Linked DNA regions of Sus scrofa: region 2 is linked to region 1. Evidence: chromatin contacts called from public HiChIP or PLAC-seq data. All regions are on one chromosome and are shown on one strand. The core of a region is the stretch at or near the end of the contact, and the rest is flanking DNA. Distances in the headings are between cores, read along the strand shown. Region 1 overlaps TNIK (TRAF2 and NCK-interacting protein kinase). Region 2 overlaps TNIK (TRAF2 and NCK-interacting protein kinase).

Region 1 (5,872 bases), core at 554-3,053:
CTCTGGTTCCTATTCTAGGTTAATTTTGAGACAAAGTCAATGTTCCTGTTTATGCTGCATTTCTCAACATTCTTAAATACCAAGTTACTAAGTCTCTAGAGCCAGTTTTTTGGGTTGTTTTTTTTTTTTTTCTTTTCCTGGTTTGTGTGTGTGTGTGTGTGTGTGTGTGTGTGTGTCGTTTTGTCTTTTTAGGGCCACACCCATGGCATATGGAGGTCCCCAGGCTAGGGGTCCAATCGGAGCTGTAGCTGCCGGCCTACACCACAGCCACGCCAGATCCGAACCATGTCTGCGACCTACACCACAGCTCACGGCAACACTGCATCCTTAACCTACTGAGCGAGGCCAGGGATCAAACCCACAACTTTATGGTTCCTAGTCGGATTCGTTTCTGCCGCGCCATGAGAGGAACTCCTCTTTTCCTGTTTTTGACTTGTCTGAAAACTTGCTCCTCGATCCATACCTCAGATTCTCTTATTTGAGTATAACATTCTGAGAGGCAGAGCTATAAATTTCTTATAGCCTTTAAGGTTAATTAGTTACTATGATTGAGTCCATGGCTCAAATGGACATATAACAGAAAATACCTTCCAGAAGATCCTAGGTGCATCCTGAGAAATTTGAGCACCAAGTACCAAATCCAAAATGCGCCTAACTTCTCGTTCCTTGAATGCTGCCATGCTGTCTCTGAGATGGGTGTATCCTTAGACATGGGCGGCTACAGAGCATTTCTAGTGGGCTGTCCTTTGGGCAGGCTTCCTGTAGCTAAAACACCAGTTGGCTCCGAATATTCAAACGGTCATTGTCATTCTCAAGGTACAAAGTTGTTCATATCTAGAAACTTTGTTGACAAAATCTGAGACTTCACATCCTTGGAACTCATCTTTTTATCTTCAGAAGACTAAGGATTTGTAGTTCAGGCATTCTCTTTTCAAGCCCAAAAATATAATGCAGAAGCCAAAGAGTTTTTACCCCCCAATACATGTTAGTTTAAAAATGAATGCAAAAACCTACTTAGGTTGCTTTTCCAGTTTGAAATTCCCAACAGTTTTAATTTTATTATGAAAATAAAGTTTGACTTTATTTTTGCATCAGTTGAATAAAATGATAAATTGTATACCCACCAATTTTTGTACTTCTGTACACACATTTTATATTGTGCAACTTAAACTACCTTTGGCACATGAAGCAGCATTCTGTAACAAAGTACTGAGTTTGAGTTTTGTTTACACCTTCATAAATCATGCAGATGGGATCTGCAGCTATTCCCAGCTACACATGATAAAAATATCCTGTGCCTTGCTGATGTTTCTGGACCTTCAAGGTTCGTAGGCTGATCCTTTGCAATCTTGTGAATTCTTGGAAGTTTATCTTTCCTCTCCTGTTCTTAGGGTGCCCCTGAAGTTGCTTGGTGCAAACCTCTTTCATTTTAGGTAGACTTTCATCCTCCTTCCCCCTCCTCCTCTCCCCATCTCCCATCCTTTCTTTTACTATAAAAGAGAAGGAATCTGTTAGTAGTCAGTTCTTCTTGTGGGCGACTGACTAGTGACATCTGTAAGGAATGTGTTCCTGTCAACATATTCTGCGCTAGTCCTACAGTTTTAAAATACCTTAAAGCTTTGTTTCTTGTTATAGGAACTTAAAACTGGTTATACCACAGGGAACCCAGAAATCATCCTAAGCCTTTAGACTGGCTCTGAGCATAAACCTTTTTAAATTCTTTCAGAGGTGACTGGGATTGGAAAGTGCAAGTAAGAAGTGACCACATCTGCTGAGTCCAAACCTATGCCCCTCCCAGTGAGGGGGTGGGTGACCTCAGTGAGAACTCAGATGGTGCTTCTGGAATTCCCCCTGGAATCAGCTGAGGCCAAAGTCCTTTTTCTAAAAAAACTGTCCTAAAGGAGGAAGAAAGCATAGGACACAATGATAAGTACCCACTCACTCCACAACCTCCAAGAGAAAACATCCTGCTCATCAGACAAAAACAAGTGATGCACAGCCATGCAATTTGTGAAATATATTGGAACACCTTGTTTTTTAAAATTAGCCATTTTAGTTTACATAGAAATAACTACCTGCATCCCATAATCCAAGCAACCCTTTCCCAGACAGCTGGGTTGCACCACACACCGTGCTGCTTTTTCAATGTCTCCTCCTTGACATTGTTCCAGATCGGCGCCCAGGCCCAGCCCCCGTGGTGCCCGAGCACAGGTTCATCCTCACCTTCAACTTAACCTTCCTCCTCGCTTCCTAAGTGACATACAGGTGTATTTAATTTTCTGACCCAATTATGTAGGTAATGTTGAGTGAGAATTTCAAATGTAAGATTCTTTTTAAACCTCTTCCACCATCATCTGACTTTCCAAATAAAAAGATCCAGTGTCCTGGAATGTACCACGGAGTCTTCTTGCTGTGTGACACGAGCTCGAAAAAAAAGACATGTGTCCTTGGTGTTCTTTCATGAATGGAAGTTTTAGAAGCACACGGGCCCAGTGCCCTTTATAGGTGCCCTTTCAGCTGCTTTCTCACCATCAGAGGGAAGTAGGTCTTGGGGAACTGTTAATGCTGTCTTCCAAGTTGGAAGCTTTTTTTAGAAATGCAAACAGACCAAAGAATGGATAAGTGATACATAGAGATTTCTGGCTACTAGAAGATTTACATTCAGAGACACAATTAATGTTCACACCAAACATATAAGGCTGATGATTTTATCTTGTTTTTATAATGATGGTGGTGGGGTGCTGAGCCCAGTGGGGTTAGGGGACATGCCCAAGGTCAGATGGCTACTACTTGAGAAAGCATGATGCTTTCAACCCTGCTTTAGCTACTTAATGAGTATATAGACCATGGATAAGCATTTCCAAAGAAAGAAAGAGAAGGGAATTAAAGAGAAAGAGGATTAATGGAATAATAACTGCAAATCACTTAGCCCAGTGCATGGCACATGGCAACTCCTCTGTAAGTGTTAGCAAGTATTGTTGCCCTAGTATCAATTCTTTGAGGACTTTCTTTCCTGGAGAATATTAATGATGCATTATTTCTTGCTTGTGAGATGTGAAGTTATTGACTTATCGCTGCTGGGCTTGGCATGTTGAGCCCTGTTTCTGTTTATTAATGTGATGAGGTTACTTGTGGTGAGGGTAGGTCCCTGCTGTGCAGTGGCAGTAATTATCAGTGTTGCTGTGTGGCTGCAGGAACCGATTGCTAGCAAATGCTGGTTTCTTTCTTTCTTTTTCTTAAAAAAAAAATCCCATTATATAATTTAACAATCATTTTGTTCCATAGTGAGATGAAAAGAATTTAGCAGCCTTCAGCTGGAGCTGAATGGCGAATCAAATTATAGAAATCACTGACATTAGTGCCCAGCTATAGCAGGATTGTTTCCTCCTGAATATCTGAAAGTGTTTTGTCCAATCTAATTTTGAAAGACTGGAGTCACTGGGCTTCCATTGCTCTCCTTGGGAACTGTAATTACATGGCCCAGTAGAGCTCAATGGTGGGGCATTTTCTCCAGCTGATACAGGCACCATCGATAAATTTGTAGGAGGTCTGGTCACTGTTTTTCAAAATGGGATTTGGAGAAGGGGCGCAAACATGTTTTGCTCACTGGAGAAAGTGTTCTTTTCTTTCTACCCAAGGATGTTTCTTTGGCCCTTCCTACAGCTGCTAAACCATGATATACATAAATGGGATTTTCTTTAACATTGTATTTTTAGCGAATTCCCCAAACACACAGAAGTAGACAGAACAATATAATGTGCCCCAAACTAGCTCCAACTGTCTTCAGTCAGTAGTCAACCATGCCCCATCTACATGCCCTTCTGTTTCTTCCCTTCTGTTATTTTGAAAAAAAATCTCATCACCTTTTTTAATGCTAATAAAATACACATAGCATGCAATTTACCATTTTAATACTTTTAAAAAGTATAATTCAGTGAGATTAAGTACACAGTGTTGTGCAACCATACCTCTGTCTAGTTCCAAAACTTTATCATCACCCCAAAAGGAAACTGTGTACCCATTAAGGCAAGTGCTTGGTAGCCTAGTGGTTGGTTTCTATCTCCAAAGACTTGCCTATTCTGAATATTTCTGTGAAAGGATTCATACAATGTATGGCTTTTTTCCTCTGCCTTCTTTCAATTAGCATAATGTTTCCAAGATTCATCCATACTGTATCATCCATGTTGCATCAGTACTTCATTCCTTTTCATAGCTCACTGGTACTCTGTTGTATGGATATACCCATATTTTGTTTATTCATGTAATGATGGACAATTTGGTTATTTCCACCTTTTGTATATAGTGAGCCCTGTTGCTGAACATTCATATGCAAGTTTTTGTTTGAACACCAGTTTTCAGTCTTTTAGGGGTATATACCTAGAAGTGGAATTGCTAGGTCATGTATATGGTATTTCTGTGTTTTAACTTGTTGAGGAACCATCAAACAGTTTGCCAGTTTATATTCCCTCCAGCAATGTAGGATGTTTCCAATTTCTCCACATTCTTACCAACAATTTATTTTCTGCTTTTTCTTTTTTTGAACCAGTCATCTTAGAGGGTGTGAAGTGGTATCCCAATGTGTTTTGCTTTCATTTTCCCAATGACTATTGCTGTTGAGCATCTTTTCATGTGATTGTTAGTCATTTGTGTATCTTTGGAGAAATGTCTATTCAAATGTTTGGCCCATTTTAAAATTGTATTATTTATATTTTTGTCATAGAGTCATAAGAGTTTTTTTTTAAATATATTCTGGATACTAGACCCTTCCTACATATATGATTTGCAGATATTTTTCCCATTCTGTGGGTTGTCAATTCACTATCTTGATAGTGTCCTTTGATACAAAAAAATTTAATGTTGATGAAATCCAATCTGTCTCTTTCTTTTGTTGTTTGTGCATTTTTCTTTGGCTACATCTGTGGCACATGGAACTTCCTAGGCCAGGGATTAAATCTGAGCTTCAGCTGTGACCTATACCACAGCTGCAGCAATGCTGAATCCTTAACCTGCTGCACTACAGTGAGAACTCCTTGTCTGTGCTTTTGTTGTCATAGTTAAGAAACCATTATCATAGAAATTTATCCTGTGTTCTCTCCTGAGAATTTTATACTTCTAGTTCTTATATTTCAGTCTTTGATCCATTTTGAGATAATTTTTTGTATGTGGTATGAGGTGAGGGGTTAACATCATTCTTTTCATGTGGCTATCCAGTTGACCCAGCACTATTTGTAGTAGAGACAGTGTGCTTCTATAAAATATAAGACCATTTTATCACATAATCACAGTACTATAGTCACACTTTTAAAAAATGTCAACCATATTTCCTTAGTATCAGCAAATATCTAGACTCTAGATTGTCTCAAAAATTTTATCAGCTCTTAAAAAAGAATTGGTATCTAGATAAGTTGCATCCATTGAAATTTGTTAGTATATTTTTAAGTGTTTTTAAATCTGAAGACCTATGCTCCATCTTTTTTCCCCCCTTTTGGAATATATTTGTTAAAGCAAATGGGCCTTTTACCCTTGGAGTTTTCTATTCTAGGGTATGTTGATCATATCCTCATGATGTAATATGTTCCTCAATCCTCTAAATTTCCTATAAATTGGTAACTGGAACTAGAGGCTTGATCAGATTTAGGTTTGGGTTTTTGTTTTGTTTTATTTTGTTTTTGACAAGTTTCCTCCTTAGGTGATGCTGTGTTGTTCTAATCAAGAAAAAAATCATAGCTGGGTATTTCATTCTTTCTTTTTTTATTTTACGTTAACAACCACTAGTGATCAGTGCCTGAATCTGTTAGTTTAAAACACTATTGTAAAATAGTGATATTCTAATTCTACTGTGTATTCTTCATACATCAGGAATGGAATATTT
Region 2 (5,911 bases), core at 435-2,934, 220 kb before region 1:
GTTTTCCCTACAGAGTTAGACTGCCTGCATTCAAATCCCCACACTTAATTGATGTGTAACCGTTAACACACTGCTTATCCTTTTCTCTGCCTCTGTTTCCTCATCTATAAAATGAAATAATGACTGTACCTACCTCTGCCAATCTTCATTGACTTATAAAGTCAGCTTTATTGATTTTTAAAAACTGTACCATTTTGAGGACTGTTATATCTGGCCATTATATAATGATTTAAAAAGAGATGCTGGATTTCAAATTTCTAATTGTGTTGAAAGTTTGAATTGACTTGCTGTGTTATAGGTTTAGCATAGAGAAATTACCGTCTAAAGTAAGTATTAGAGCTGAGTGGAGATGTTGTGCCAGCCTGGCAACCAAAAAATCCTGGTTTCTACCCCAAGTTCTGTCAGTTATGTGATTAGAAAAATCACTTAACTGCTCCAAGCCTTAAGACACCATGTCTGTGAAACTGGGGAAAATAATATTTTCCTTGCCAAGCTTATAGGCCCCATAAAGAGAATTAATTAGCGTAATCAATGAGAGAATATAGACGAACCTAATTTTTAAAAAAATTAAACTGTACACTCTGCAGTTGTGAAGTGGGTTTGACTGAAGGCTGGCAGGCATTTTAGATTCCTCAGATTTTCTTTAGCTCCCTTTTTTTAAACTCAAGACGCAAACTATCTTTAGTAACAGCCAAACATATGCAAGATCAGATTGCTCATCATTTCTTAACGAATGTGTTATGAAGATTCATTAAATTAATGAACTGATGAAAATTAGTTGAAGTGATAGGAAACAAAGTTGGCAAGTTTTAATTTTTATTCTGTTTACTTATTCCTTACTGTGGTTCTCAGAGGCTTTTGGAAACATGGGGCGGGTGAAAGGAGCATTTGGGTTGTCATCATGAATGAGGTGACATAATGGCATTCGATGGGCAGGAACCAGGGATGCTAGCCTCCATGCAATAAGCAGGGTAGTCCAGCTTAACAAATAATTGCCCTGCTCAAAATTCTAATTGTGCCCCCCTTAAAAACAGTTTGTTATCTGATTTCTATATCCTTACATAGGTCCTAGATGTGACCTTTTAAAGTCGTACCTAGCCAGTACCACTTTATGGAAAACAAATGGCTGCACTTCATGTTTTAATTAGTTGGAAATGCTTCTCCCACTTCTCTCTTTATCACTGATGTCATTTTCATGGCTGTAGCCATGTCTGGGGACTTTTTGCCTTCGACATTTGTAGATGGGCGCAGTAGGAAAGCCAGGCCGAGGTCAGCAGTGGTTGCTGTTATGTGCAAAACAAGACCAAGTAAAGCCACTGGCCTATCAACTCCTTTTTAAAAATTTTTAGAATCTATTTTCTTATAATTAATTTTTGAGTAGGTAATTTATTCCCATGGTTCAAAAATGAAAACAATGTAAAAGGTACACTTGAACCTCTATTCTTGTCCAAATCTATCCATTGCCTTCGTCGTCTCCTATAGTAGTCATTGCTATTAGTTTCTTACTATGCTTCCATTGTTTTTTTAGTCAAGCAAATGGGGATATGTAGTACTTTACTGCTGTTTCTAATGCGAGCTATTGTCTGTTTTCTTAGTTTCTTGTATGCTCATCCCTGCTATACCCTGGACTCTTGCTCGCGTAAGAGCTGCCCTCTGACAATATATTTAGCTACAGCAGGTGTTTAGCTTTCATCTTTCATCTTAGCTTTCCTTTCATCTGCTTGGAGCCACTTCTTCTGGAACCTTGGATCACCTCCAGTCTGGATGGCCTGTTGTCCTGCCATCCCGGGGTTTCCTTTTACGCTCCTGCTTTGCCCCACTGTGTAGGATTTTTTTTCCCTAGATTCCTTGTCTTCTCTTTCTTAGCCTATTTCTTTATTTTCAGGGAACATGTCTTTGAGGAGTTTTTGGAGAAAAGGTAGAAAATTTTAGACACTGCATACCTGAATATGTCTTCATTATGTTCTCAGGATTTCTGGATAGTTTTGCTTGTAAAGAGTTCTAGGTTGGAAGCTGTATTTATTTGTAGGCCTGTGATTATATGGGTAATGTGTAAGTGTGTGAATTTATTTCCTCCAAAAGATGGTAATGTTAATTGATTTGAGCTGGGTGTGATTCTGCCTACCCTGGAACAAAAAGACTAAAAAAGCAATATAGAAAAGAATTCTGAATTTCAGAGAGCTATCCTTTGATTCTGGTACTTTGTCTTTCCCACTAGGAATGAAGGGTGTTTTGGGGGGATGAAAGAAGGATAATTTTTTTTTTTTTTTTTTTTTTAATGGTCACATCCATGGCATATGGAAGTTCTCCAGCCAGGGACTGAATCTGAGCTGCAGCAGTAACCTACACCACAGCTGTAGCAACTCCAGGTTCATTAACCCACTGCGCCAAGCTGGGGATCGAACCTGCACTTCTGCAGTGACCCAAGCTCTGCAATTGGATTCTTAACCCACTGCACCAGAGTGGGAACTCTGAAAGAAGGGACCTTTTAATCAAGTGACTAAGTGCTGTTTTTTTTTGTTTTTTTTTTTTTTGTCTTATTGCCATTTCTTAGGCCGCTCTCGCAGCATATGGAGGTTCCCAGGCTAGGGGTATAATCGGAGCTGTAGCTGCCGGCCTACGCCAGAGCCACAGCAACGCGGGATCCGAGCCGCGTCTGCAACTTACACCACAGCTCATGGCAACGCCAGATCGTTAACCCACTGAGCAAGGCCAGGGATCGAACCTGCAACCTCATGGTTCCTAGTCGGATTCTTTAACCACTGCACCACGACGGGAACTCCCTAAGTGCTGTTTTAAGGATACTTTGGTAGACATTTCCATTGTATTACTGTCAATTTATGAAGGAAAAAAATGTTCATACCTCAATATGAACAGTACCAGAATTTCCCCTTAGTTTTGGAAACCCTTGATTATTCTGCTGATCCTTTTTCCTTCTTTGCATTCACTGCCAGGTGATTCATAGTCAAATTTGAGACCTACTACTGGCACCAAGAAAAGAGGCCTATTTGCATGTCCATTCATTTCTATTGGGCATCAAATATTTTCTCCTACCCTTCAGTTCTCTTTAGACATTACTTCACTTTCTTTTCCTAATTTTATTCTGCATGTGTCTTTGCCAACTTCCGCAAATCCTTTTCAAATGAGGTGGGAGCAGCAATAATGGAATACACGGGCTCAGATTGTCTTACCCTAGAACAGCCTCACATGGCCTTTCTAAAGAGAGCATTATTTTTCATTCTTTTTTTTTTTAAGTCTTTTGTACTGCCATATTTATAGTAAAAATGGTACCAGTTATTTTTTAGTCGTTATCTAAAGAATGCTCAACCACCAACTATTCAAAAGTAACTATGCGTGGAAACCTATAGAAATGTATGGTCATTAGCATCTCTTGTTTGAAGGGTTTAACACCCCACATTGCTTGTAAATTTTCCTTTTAACTGAGGAGTAACTGCTGACATATTTCACAAGTCCCTAGGAGACAGGGATCACTTTGCTTGGTTCTAGAAGTAAATAACAACAGCATTAGCAGCGGTGACAACTACAGCTAATTTATTGAGCTCTCGTTTTGTGTGAGACACTGGGCTGTGTTTAAATGCATTGCTTAATTCCTCCAGCTGCCCTTTAAAGTTGATATTAAATTGCTTCTTTGCTCCTTCCTGCCAATTTCTCCTGATACTCCCACATTTAATATTCATCTGACCATCTGCTTTTCACTTGGTCTCTGCATTGCTGAGTCCTATAGGGACACATCATTCCAGGGTGGACGTTGGTGCTCATGGACATTCCATAAAATGATGGTCCCCACCTCCTGTCCTCAGATGCCTTGCTCTGAGCTGCGCCCAGAGACCATGCTGAGACTTCATCGCCCCTAAATCCTCTGCTCTTGCCTAATCGCTTGGCAGGACCTTATCCTCTTGTTAAGAACTTTGAACTCCTGATTAGTTTTTGTGTTGAGTCCTTAGGGCTTTCTATATGTACTATTCTGTCATCTATGTAGAGTGACAGCTCTACTTCTTCCCTTCCAATCTGAATACCTTTTATTTCTTTTGTTTGTCTGATTGCTGTGGCTAGGACTTCCAATACTATGTTGAATGAAAGTGGTGAGAGTGGGCATCTTTCTCTAATTCCACATTTGAGCAGGAAGGCTTTCATCTTTTCTCTGTTGAGTATTGTATTGGCTTTGGATTTGTCATAAGTGGCTTTTATTATGTTAAGGTATGTTCCCTCAATACCCACTTTGGTAAGAGTTTTTATCATGAATGGATGTTGGACTTTGTCAAATGCTTTTTCTGCATCTGTTGAGATGATCATGTGGTTTTTGACTTTTCTTTTGCTAATGTGATGTATGATGTTGATTGATTTGTGTATGTTGAACCATTCTTGTAAACCTGGGTTGAATCCCACTTGGTCATGATGTATGATCTTTTTTATATGTTGTTGGATTCAGTTGGCTAAAATTTTGTTGAGAATTTTTGCATCTATATTCATCAAAGCTACAGGCCTGTAACTTTCTTTTTTGGTAGTATCTTTGTCTGGTTTTGGTATTAGGATGATGGTGGCTTCATAGAATGTGTTTGGGAGTGTTCCTTCTTCTTCAGCCTTTTGGAATAGTTTAAGAAGGATGGGTATAAATTCTTTGTATGTTTGGTAGAATTCACCTGTGAAGCCATCTGGTCCTGGACTTTTGTTTGTAGGGTGGTTTTTATTACATATTCAATTTCATTTCTAGTGATTGATCTCTTCCTCAATCTCCTCATTTTTAGGGTTTCAAAAAAATTTTTTTTCAGTAAGATGAAGAATACAATGGAATTTTACTTAATTTACAAAACAGCATAGCAAAGAATATTGTTGGGTAGGAAAGGTCTTTCTGGGAGCGGTCTGGAGCTAGCATTTTTTATGAGGAAAAATGAGGACATCAGGGCACGCATTCATGTATGATTTCTTAAAACCCTTATGAATCAAATTGAGAAAACTTAAAGTTTTAGGTCTTTGGTTTAATCCTAGGATGGCAAGAGTATTGTGTGTCCAGAGTATGTCTGCCACAATTTAAAACAACCCGCTGATCCTAGATCATTTTTGAGCCTGGTTAATTACTGGAAGCTGGGTCAGATCTAGGGCATCCTTGTGTGCACATTCCTGGGAAAGCCTTACTACAGAAGTTTTCTGGGACCCTGGCAATGGACCTGCTTCCCAGAAACCTGCTGGACAATTGCATGCTGCCCAGAGCAGGACAACCCATCAATCAGCACACTTCACTTCCTGATGCTTTGATTTTTTTGTGTTGTTGTTCCTTCCTCCTCTCCTGCATACAAAAGTAAAGCATGTTTTGTTTGGAAAACTTAGAAAATATTGAAAAAGTGTGGATAATAATGTACATTTAATTATCACCTATTATTCCATTGCTCAGATATAGACACCATTAAACATTTTGGTATATTTCTTTTCGGTATTCTTATTTATGCAAATACTCATGTACAGTTTTTTATTAATTAAATATGGATCAAACTCTATGTAGTGTTGTTTATTCTGTTTTTTGGTAATGATCTTTATTATGTCATGAAAAATTCTTATCAACATGATTTTTTTTATGGCTGCCTAGTATTCTAGCATTGAGATGTTCATAATTTATTTAACTAATCCCCTGTTGTTGAACATTTAGGCTGTTTCCAATCTGTGCTCTTATAAATAATGCTACATTTAATAACCTTGAACATAATTACTCCTGCATTGCTGATTATTTCTTTAGGACATATTTCTAGATGCTGAATGTTGCTGGGTTTCAGAGTGAGACCAGCACTCTTGTGATTGATGGCCCTCCAGCTAAACAAGCCTCCAAGAGGGAGGGAGGCTCAAGGGCCAAGGGAATTTGCCTGCTGCTTAAATTTGTTCACATCTGCTTGAGATCTCC

What was found. HiChIP or PLAC-seq counts read pairs in DNA pulled down with a chosen protein or histone mark.
Region 2: an H3K27ac HiChIP or PLAC-seq map of skeletal muscle shows a contact between it and region 1. The contact joins two enhancer-like sites. A contact is called at or near these places in 2 of 2 datasets of contacts at active chromatin or transcription factors (alveolar macrophages and skeletal muscle).

What each region holds. Positions count from the first base shown.
Region 1 is chr13:109,781,367-109,787,238 of Sscrofa11.1, reverse strand. The region is part of intron 4 of TNIK (TRAF2 and NCK-interacting protein kinase); the gene reads left to right. Among named protein-coding and RNA genes, the nearest start is that of SLC2A2, 170 kb to the right of the region's middle. Within about 2 kb of position 1,803, at least 4 of the 83 cell types and tissues checked have an H3K27ac peak or open chromatin away from gene starts, as enhancers often do. A contact at or near this core is called in skeletal muscle, where this site is marked.
Region 2 is chr13:109,997,479-110,003,389 of Sscrofa11.1, reverse strand. The region is part of intron 1 of TNIK (TRAF2 and NCK-interacting protein kinase); the gene reads left to right. Among named protein-coding and RNA genes, the nearest start is that of TNIK, 52 kb to the left of the region's middle. Within about 2 kb of position 1,684, at least 1 of the 83 cell types and tissues checked has an H3K27ac peak or open chromatin away from gene starts, as enhancers often do. A contact at or near this core is called in skeletal muscle, where this site is marked.